Linked DNA regions of Triticum aestivum: region 2 is linked to region 1. Evidence: chromatin contacts called from public Hi-C data. All regions are on one chromosome and are shown on one strand. Each heading gives the region's core, a stretch centred on a gene start, on an enhancer-like site or on the middle of the called end of the contact. The rest is flanking DNA. Distances are from core to core; before and after follow the strand shown. Region 1 holds the start of LOC123144355. Region 2 holds the start of LOC123144357 (transcription factor HY5).

What was found. Hi-C and Micro-C count contacts between places; a contact is called where the count stands out from the background.
Region 2: a Hi-C map of leaf shows a contact between it and region 1, with 3 times the contacts expected there. The contact joins the promoter of LOC123144357 here to the promoter of LOC123144355 in region 1. A contact is called at or near these places in 2 of 5 Hi-C or Micro-C datasets (both in leaf).

Annotation. Positions count from the first base shown.
Region 1 is chr6D:173,241,046-173,246,592 of IWGSC CS RefSeq v2.1, forward strand. LOC123144355 reads left to right here and starts at 2,835. Exons shown (of 2, transcript XM_044563458.1): 1 at 2,835-4,422; 2 at 4,817-5,547. The coding sequence starts at 3,379.
Region 2 is chr6D:173,582,139-173,586,944 of IWGSC CS RefSeq v2.1, forward strand. LOC123144357 (transcription factor HY5) reads left to right here and starts at 2,805. Exons shown (of 4, transcript XM_044563460.1): 1 at 2,805-3,064; 2 at 3,394-3,574. The coding sequence starts at 2,983.

The DNA.
Region 1 (5,547 bases), core at 1,585-4,084:
ATAGGGAAAGTTTGTACGTGGTTACCGAATGTTGTTCGGAGTCCCGGATGAGATCCCGGACGTCACGAGGAGTTCTGGAATGGTCCGGAGATAAAGATTTATATACGGGAAGTCCTTATTCGGTCGCCGGAAGTGTTCGAGGGTTTATCGGTATTGTACTGTGACCACCGAAAGGGTTCCAGGGGTCCACCGGAAGGGTCCACCTGCCTCGGAGGGCCCTATGGGCTGAATATGGAGGGGAACCAGCCCCTAGGTGGGCTGGGCGCCAAACCCCCTAGGGCCCATGCGCCTAGGGTTGGGGGGAAACCCTAAAGGGGGCGCCCCCCTTGGCTTGGGGGGCAAGCCTTCCCCCTTGGCCGCCGCCCCCCGCTAGATCCATCTGGAGGGGGCCGGCCCCCCTCTCCCTTTCCCCTATAAATAGAGGGGAGGTGGGAGGGCAGCCGCACCACATCCAAGGCGCAGCCGTCCCCCCTCCAACACCTCCTCCTCCCGCGGCGCTTGGCGAAGCCCTGCCGGAGTACCACGCTGCTCCAACACCACCATGCCGTTGTGCTGCTGCTGGAGTTGTCTTCCCCAACCTCTCCCTCTCTCCTTGCTGGATCAAGGCGTGGGAGACGTCACCGGGCTGCACGTGTGTTGAACGCGGAGGCGCCGTTGTTCGGCGCTTAGATCAGAATCAACCACGATCTGAATCACTACGAGTACGACTCCTTCATCCACATTCTTGTAACGCTTCCGTGTCGCGATCTTCAAGGGTATGAAGATGCACTCCCCTCTCTCTCGTTGCTAGTCTCTCCATAGATTGATCTTGGTGATGCGTAGAATTTTTTTAATTTCTGCAGCGATCTCCAACACTTTGTTGCCGCCGGCATCCCTCCATGCCCGGTGGCCTCACTCCATGGTTGCCTCCACATTGACAGGTACGCTACCAGGCCTAGAAGAGGCACAGGGCTCTTCACCGGCTGGCTTCTTCCACCATGCCCACAAGGTGTCCAACGTTTCACCTACAATGTACAAATAGATAGTGAAGATGAGTTCTTTTTCAACAACTTCATTTGTGATTCAGACGATTTGTCATCGGACGATGAGGAATTTGTGGTTGCTACTTTGGTCATCAAAGACCACATTGCTAGGCAGCGGCCATTGTTTAGGGGCTCGATCCCGGGCCATGCTCCCATTAAATCGCAACAGAGAGAGCGGCCATTGCCTACACTGGTTTGTCTACTTTCAGTGCACGTCCCGACTCTACAAACCCAAGCTATTCTCGCACCGCTTCCGGATGGCTAAACATGTGTTCAATCGTATTCGAGAGGGCTAATGGCATATGATGATTATTACTTATGAAGGAGGACACCCTTGGAAAGGTTGGCTTCTCCTCTTATGAGAAATGCATTGCAGCTATTCGAATACTTGCATACGGAATACCCGGTGATATTGTTGATGAGTATGTCCGCATGAGTGAGTCCACATGCCTTGCATCAATGTACAAGTTTTGTAAGGCTGTGGTAGCAGCATTTGGCCCGAAGTACCTGAGAGAGTCAAATGCTGCAGATACAACCTGGTTGTTGGTAGTATAGATTGTATGCATTGGAAGTGTAAGAACTGTCAGTCTGCTTGGCATGGGCAGTATAGGGGGGCATGCCAAAGCTTGCACTGTCATACTTGAGGTCGTGGCTTCACAAGATCTTTGGATTTGACATTCTTTTTTGGGCATGGCTGGCTCTCACAATGACATCAACGTGCTTCAATGTTCTTTGGTGTTCTAAAGGCTTGCAGAAGGAAATTGCCCAGAGGTCAACGTTGAGATCAATGACCACCACTACAACAAGTGATACTACCTTGCTGGTGGTATCTATCCTCAGTGGAGAACTCTTGTGAAGACAATCCCCAACCTGGTAGGAGAGAAGAGGCAGAGATTTGCCCAAGCACAAGGGAGTGCTAGGAAGGATATGGAGCGTGGCATTGGTGTGCTTCAATCTCGATGGGGCATCATTTGATATCCTGCTAGAATTTGGAGCACCAAGAAATTGTGGGAGATGGTGACTGCTTGTGTGATAATACACAACATGATCGTAGATGATAAGCGTGAGGATGAAATCTTCGACCAGGAGTTTCAATGTTGTGCCTGCACATGGAGGAGCGGCAGCGCTTGCACAGTTCATCCAATTTCATCATGAAATGCCCGATTGCGCAACTCACACTCAACTTCAAGATGATTTGGTTGAGCATATGTAGACTCACCTTGGCAATCATTAGATGTATCGGCTCCTTTTCTTTAGATGTATTTGTGGCAATTTATATTTCATTTGGTTATGAACTATAAGATTTTATTTGTTTATAAGACTATGGGATTTTTATTTGGTTGTGAATTATGTGATTTAAACTTTGGGCAATGTAGATATCTATGCAAATAATTGTGCAAACATCTAGCCACATGCCGACCATGCGGACGAAAATGCGACGCGTTGGCGGCACAGACCAGCCAAACACGAATGGGGCCGACGTCGTCCAAAATGCCCACCCAAACGAACGAAAAAAGGACAAAACGTGCATTTGTTTACGTCGGCGCGTTGGAGTTGCTCTAATCATGTGAGCTAGACTCACTTCGCGCTTGGTGCTACGTTGATATATATTGACCCGCATATGGTTGTCTAAAAAATGCAACAAATTCCACCTACATTCTTGTTAGTTTTTTTGTTAATTTACTTCTCTGTTATTTATCTGCTCCCTTCAAAAAAAAAGAAGCGGAAAACACACAGCAGGTTGGCTTTCACCCGTCCCCACAGCAGTTTTTGTTGCGTTGCGTTGCGTTGGCATCTTCCTCAGAAGAAGAACCCATCCACACCTGCCATTGTTGACTTATTTCGGCGAAGGCGCACCGGAAGAAGAACGCCTCCTTCGGAAGCTGCCGAGCTCACCAACTCCATCCCATCATCAATTCATCATCATTGCTGCCAAGTCTGAAACCCTTTGCCTCATAACTCTGTCGACGCTCCCGGATTTCTCGGACCGCTCCCCACTTATCGGTTTGCCACTGATAAGTAAGTTCGTTCCGACCTTGTGCTCTTGGTTGCTGCACTTCACACGTGTTTTGTCACCACTTGATTCGTGCTGCGGTTTTGGAATTTCCGATTGATGTTTGGGGTTTGGCCTGGGACGGGTGATTTCTGGGTTGAAGCGGATGATCGGTAGGTCTGATACCCAGATTGATAGAAAGGGGGATTTTGCTACCCGTACCTGCGACCGGGAGCATGCATGCCATTTGTTTGTGGAATTGCGACAGCAGGGAACTGATTCTTGAATTCTTGCAAGAAAAGGCTTCGTCGGTGTGGTGATTCGACTCTATCAGGAGTTGTTTTGGTGTCCTGAGGCGAAGCCATGGACGTCGTGCAAACAATCGCCTCGGCCGCGCAGCTGGTGTCTGCAATGTTGTCCGCGGTGGGAGCGCTGGAGCAGGCGGCCGCGGACGCCGCTGAGGCTCCGAGGAGGCTCCAGGTGCTCGAGGATTTCGTGTCGGACCTTGAGGTGTTGGTGCAGCAGGCTAAGCAGAAGCACGCGCACAAGATGCACGGCCCGCAGCTGGAGCGTCAGTTTCAGAGCTTGAGCAGGCTCATGGATCAGCTGCGTGCCAATATCATCAAGGCGAGGCGAGCCTTGAAGAAAGGGAAAGGGAAGGGCTTGGCTAGGGTGGTTTGGAGCTCGGTGGTGGGAGACCCCCTCATGAAGTACATTCAGCTGATCAGAGATGACCTCAACTGGTGGCTGGAATTGCAGAGGTTGACAGATAACGTCGGCAATGCTATAGCGTCTACTGCTAAGGGTACACCATCGTTGGTCAGAGTCAAGTCTGAGCAGGGCTATCCAGTGTCAGAGAAGTGTGACTATGTTAGGGACATTTTGGAGAGAGATGATGGTCATCGAGTTGTCCTGATTGTTGGATTATCTGGTATTGGCAAGTCGTGCCTCGCTCGACAAATTGCTTCTCAGCCGCCTGGTAATTTTGTGGATGGCGCAATTGAGGTTAGTTTTGGCCGGTGGTGCAGTAGAGCAGCTTGTAATGGAAGCAGAACTGAGTACCATAAACGTCTTGTTAGGAAGATAAGCAAATTGCTAGTGCAGGTTGGTTCCATGACTGTCAACGAGGGCACGAGCAAAGATCTTGAAGATGTATGTTGCTTGCTTCAGACCGTGTTGGTTGGAAAGAGTATGTTAATACTCCTCGATGACGTCTGGGAGCAAGACATAGTTGATCGCTTCACCAAGCTATATGATAATGATTGCCGGTATCTTGTGACAACAAGGGATGAAGCTGTTTATGAGATAGCAGAGGCTGAAAAGGTAGAAATATCCAAAGATGACATCAAGAAAATCAGCAAGGGCATTCTTCTCTATCATAGTCTGCTTAGTGCTGAAGAGCTTCCGGTATGCTTTGTTATTTTCCTTATAATTCTTTAGTGAATTTATCGATATTGCCATGCCTCTTAGTTTTCTATGTTAAATTTAATTTATAAAATGTTCGCTTCCCTTCATGAGGTATCCTGCAGTCTAGGTCTCATCCCTTTCTTTCATATGCTCATCTTCTGAGTTTCAAGATTGACTTATTGTATCAACGACCAGTCAAACAACAAATACTTATATTCATGTGAATCTACTTAGAGGGATTAATCAAACAACAAATACTTATATTCATGTGAATCTACTTAGAGGGATTAATTGTGCTTATTTTTGCCACGCAAGATATACTCAATCTAGAAATTATAATTGCTACAAACTATTTTTATGTGTTCCTGGATGGTTACCTTTCGATACTTTACAGACTGTTGCAGACGACTTGCTGGACAGTTGTGGGCACCATCCCCTAACAGTTGCTGTCTTGGGTAAGGCCCTAAGGAAGGAGACCAGAATGGAAAAATGGGAGAAAGCAATATCCAACCTTTCCACATATGCAACTTGTGCACCAGGTCCAGTTTCATATGTGAACGAGAAAGAAGTTGAGACCACCTTGACCATATTTGGATCTTTTGAGTTCAGCTTGGAAGCAATGCCTGAAAATTCACAAAGGTTTTTCATGGTTCTCGCAGCTATTTCATGGGAAGAACCTGTTCCAGAGGCATGCCTTGAATCCGTCTGGTCAGCACTTGTGCAGGACAGTTTATTCCCTATTGTAGTTTCAAAACTAGTAGAAGGCTCACTTGTCATCAAACTGGAATACCAGTCGATGTATCATATGCATGACATGGTTTCTCTCTACCTTGAGAACAAAGCAAATGATGCTGCTCATACTCTTCTGACTGATTCATTTCCTGAGTATGCTGCATTGGTGGCTCCTTGGCTTTTTATTTTTGGCAAAGAGACCGTGAAAGGGCCAGCTGAGCAGAAGATGAGATCATTCTTTTCTTTGCTAGAGTTCATGGAGATTGAAATTTTACTGGGAAGCACCACCCAAGCTCTCATGGCATGCAAATCAATATCTGAATTTGAGGCTAGCAGACTTGGCTTTAGCAAACTGCTTGGACCTCGAATAGCGGAGCTAATTTCTGTTGGGTC
Region 2 (4,806 bases), core at 1,555-4,054, 340 kb after region 1:
TAGAGTAACTTGTTGTGGGCAGGAGGAAAATGCAACATATTACTTACCATCCTAAAGTTCACTGTTGTCTTGAACAAAGTGTAAATAAAGAGCTTAATTCCCATCACCTATCTCTTTCGCCTAACAATCCTTTTTAGTTTCCTCACTTGACGCTTGTTCATGAATATCTCATTGCCCCATACGCAAAATAGATTGAAGCGTGGATCAATACCGTTGATATATGTACCTAAAAGAAAACAGTAAATGTTAGAAGCTAAACTGCGATTGCACAAATGGTGTAAAATACAACTACCCCCATTCCTAAGTACAAGTATTTTTAGAGATTTCAATATGAACTACATACGGATGTATATAGACATAGTTTACATTAGAATGTAGACTCACTCATTTTGCTCTGTATGTAGTCTATATTGGAATCTCTAAAAATACTTATATTTAGGAATAGATGGTGTATAAGACATGTGATGCAGCTAACCTCGACGGCAAACAACAACATCACCCATTGTACCACTGCGTAAGTACATGAAAAGGCAATGTTAACTACAACATGGTTAACATCCACCAAAAATAGCAAATGGTAATAAACGGTAGCATCTGTAGTGATATTTTCATTGCGAAAGAGTAGCACGGTAGCAAAGGGACGGAATAAGAATAGATAGAATTGTTTACTACAATAGACAACCTAGTAGAAATGAAATTGACAGAGTTAAACATCGCAAGGCAAGTGCTGCTAGAGCAGAGAATGGCCCTATTGTCTATAAAAAAGTAGGGAAAATAGATAAGGCGGTTTAGGTGTGTTTACTACAACATGCTTAATACATGAACAGTACAAAACATGGCCATTGAAACTCATATTGGTAATATTGAACTGGTCAGTTCATACTTGGTAAGTCCTGAGGGGTAGTTGTTGGGGCACTTCATATGGGAAGAGCTCGCCCCAAGTCGGCCGCAGCGGAGGCGAGGTGTTCCTCCGGGTCGAAGCGTGAATCAGTGCCGCTGACATGTGTACCAACAAGAAACAAGTAAATGTTATAAGCTAAACTACAATTGCACAAATGATGTAAAATACTGAAGACATGGGATGCAGCTAACCTCGACGGCAAACAACAGCATTGTCCGTTATGGCCGAACGTAAGTACATGGAAAAGCATGTTAACTACAACAGGGTTAGCATCCACAAAAAATAGCAAATGCAAATAAAACGATAGCATCTCTAGTATATCTTCATTGTGGAGAGTAGCACAGTAGCAAAGGGACAGATTAAAAATGGATACAACTGTTTATTGCAACAGGCTTAACATCATCCTAAGTCATGTTTTGTAAGTTTCTAACTGCTATTGGTGAAATTGAGCTGGACAGTTCATACTTGAACATCACACAGTGTGCAGTATTGAAAATAACAAGGCACGTTTAACTACAGGTAACCTAGTATAGCCATTGAAACTGGTACTGATAAAAATGCAATTGGCAGTGTTAAACATCGCAAGGTAGGTGCTGCCGGAGCAGAGAATGACCCAGTTGTCTATAAAAAGATAGGGAAAATAGTTAAGATGTGTTAGGCATGTTTACTACAATATGCTTAATACATCAACCGTACAAAACATAGCCATTGCAACTGGTATTGGTAAGATTGAACTGGTGAGTTCATACTTGGTAACTCCTAAAAGGTAGTTGTTGGGGCACTTCATCTTAGCCAGAGCCCGCCCCAAGTCAGCGGCGACGGAGGTGGGGTGTTCCTCCGGGTCGAAGTATGGATCAGTGTCGCTGACATGTGTACATAGTGATTGATTCGCTACCAATTTTTTTTATCAACCACACAAAAAGTTGTCATATTTGACAATTTCTGATTCTGTCAAATGTTGGCGTGCCAAATATTGGCAATGTAAATATTGATATCAAAGCAATCATGCTCGAAATCCGTCGTGTTTGCATAAATTTCGTCTGATTAATTCAAACAGTGGCTGAAATGTATACATGCAGCGTTGGATGATCGACTCCCTGTGTCCGCGAACCGATGCCGCGGCAAATTTGTGGGTCAGCGTTGGAGATACCCTCACCCATAGCTCGACTATGTGATAGAAGTGCTTGAGTTTAATCAGCCTTCACTGCCCTGCCCTTAGCTAATCGACAAAGTTAAAATATCTCCTCCTTTGCAATTTTGCAAAGATGCGCACCAAGTACCATCGATTCGAGTATGGAATATCTGGCTGGAGATGATCACGCTGCCGTCGTGACCCGATGAGCTTCCGGAGAGCATTACTTCCACGACGGCGATATCGAAAAGGCACCACCACCTGCGTCCGTGCGATAGATATTTCGCTTCTTTTTCTGCGTGGCCGACGAGGCGCCAGCGAGCCCCGAGCAAACGCGCACGCGCGCGGCGGCCTCGGGCGAAAGCGCCACGATACGTCGAGACAGCTCACTGACGGGTAGGACCACGGGCCCGACGGCCCGCGCGTCAGTGTGCCAGGCGAAGCGGAAGGGCCTCAGCGCCTCCACGTAGCGGGTCTCCGCGCCTGTGGATCGCGACTCCGGGCGGGTGGTCTCCTGGGCAGCCACGACCTGCGGTTCCCAGCCGTGCGATCCTCGCGGGTTGGGTGGCTGGGATCGCCCCGCTAAAACCCAAACCCCATGGAACTTTCGGGCCAATAAATGACGTCTCCCGAAGCCGCGTCTTACATGAAACCCCGTCCTGTGCCGCGGAATCCCCGTTTGAGCCTCTTTCCTGCCGCGACTACGCTGTAGAGGGACTGCAATGCAAATTGGCGGGTGCTTGTATGAAACACACGGGGCTTTGCAGGGGCTAATCCCTGAAATACCTGGGTTTTGTGCCGCCTTAAGACAAAAAAGTTCTCATGGTCCATACAAGCAAGTAGCAGCTGGGAGGAGGAGCCGAGGAAGAGGAGCAGAAGATAGGAGGAGAGGAGCAGCGGTAGCCTCGTCTTCCTCGGGATTGGGAGGGACGAGAGAGGCGGGGGGAGAATGCAGGAGCAGGGGGAGAGCTCGCGGCCTTCGAGCAGCGACAGGTCGTCCAGCTCCGGCAACCACATGGGGCACAAGGAAGGCAAGCTCTACAACTTCAATTCTCTCCTGCTGTAATGCTGTTTTAGCTCGATCGGTTCTTGAAACGAAGCTCTTGTGCGCTGTGCCTTCCGATGAGTGTCCATTGGGCCGGGCTTCCGAAAGTTCCAATCATCTTGGGCACTTGCCAGAGATGTTCTATACTTTTCTACTAGAATTCTGGGTCGAATTTCACGTCATCTTTAACTGGGCATTTTGAGGAAAGAAGCTTTGCACTCATTCCTGCCGAGCGTTTGTGTTTGCAGAAAGACCGGTATCTCCAAAAGAACTAGATTGGTGAACTGAGCTAAGCTGAGCTTCGTTGGACTGCAGGGATGGAGAGCGACGACGAGATAGGGACGGTGCCGGAGCTGGGCCTGGGGCCAAGCGGCGCGTCCACGTCCGGCAGGAGGGAAGCCGACGGGCCGGAGCGTGCCCAGTCCTCCACCGCGCAAGGCAGCGCGCGCCGCCGCGGACGCACCCCGGCCGACAAGGAGCACAAGCGCCTCAAGAGGTACGAGCCTCATGCTGCATACAATTCAGTTTGAGTTTCCGAATGTGGATAATGCCTCCCGTGTGCCCAATTCGTTGTCTGGATGGTAGATCGAGTACGGATGCCCATTCATGCATGTTTTGGATTCAATGCATGGTGGTCCTGAACTCCTGATGGTCCATACCGAAACCACGCCATGCATGTACAGGCCCCCTTTTGTTGAGTTTAGACAAACCAAGATTGCTCGTGGATCCAAGTTGGGAACGAAAATGATTTTCTTGTGGACCTTTCTTTTTTCTAGAGAGATCTCTTATGGATCTAGATACGGATCAAATGTCGAGGTCTCTGAATAAATATTATGGTTGGCTTGGCCGTCTTCGCCTGGCTCTCGTGCTCGTGAAAGTTGGGTCACTTAGGGTCAGTGGAAGCGGCCATAATGGAGGACGTGTGCTTCTATTATTGTGGTCATTGCTCTCAGAAGTTGCAAGCTCCTTCGACGGGTGGTCAATGTTTTCATGCTTCTTTCTGGTCCTTAGTTGTACTTGTGTGGGTTCTAGTGTTATGTCTAGGTCGTTGGTTGCCAACGTTTGTGCCAGGATCCTTAGATTCTTCATCGTTGTTTAGCTTATGGTTTTGTTGTTGGGTCGTGCCATCTTTGGTGTTATGCGGTGTCTTCTATGGCGCTGTACTCTTCTTTCTATCTAATGAAATACATTTGGCTCTCCTGTATGATTTGAAAAAAAATTACGATTACCAATGCGATGCTCAGCTCAGCCTGATTGAGATCGATAGACGAGTTTGTTGTAGCAAAAGAGATATCCTGAATTTAAAGGATATCATCTACGGTGGAATACATGCAGCTGGGCTAGGGGTAGAAAAGGATTTTTGACATATCAGTACTCCATTTAGTTCCAAAAGATAGTTTGTAAGATGTTTTTTCAAGCTTTGTGAAGTTTAACCAATATTGTAGAAAAAAAATATGTACATTCATAATACAAAATAAGATCATTAGTATATCATGGAAGATATTTTTATACTGTAATTATGTGCTATTATTAATGTCGACATTTTTTAAGCTGTTTGACTCTGAAAAACACGTACTCCCTCCGTCTCATAATGTAAGACGCCTTTTTTTTAAATCACTTCCCCACTTTGTTAAGCTAAATTAGGAAGTTTATCAGAAACAATACTGAGAATACAATCTGGGGGAGACATCTCCCACGACAGCGAAACACTATTACAGAAACCAAAAC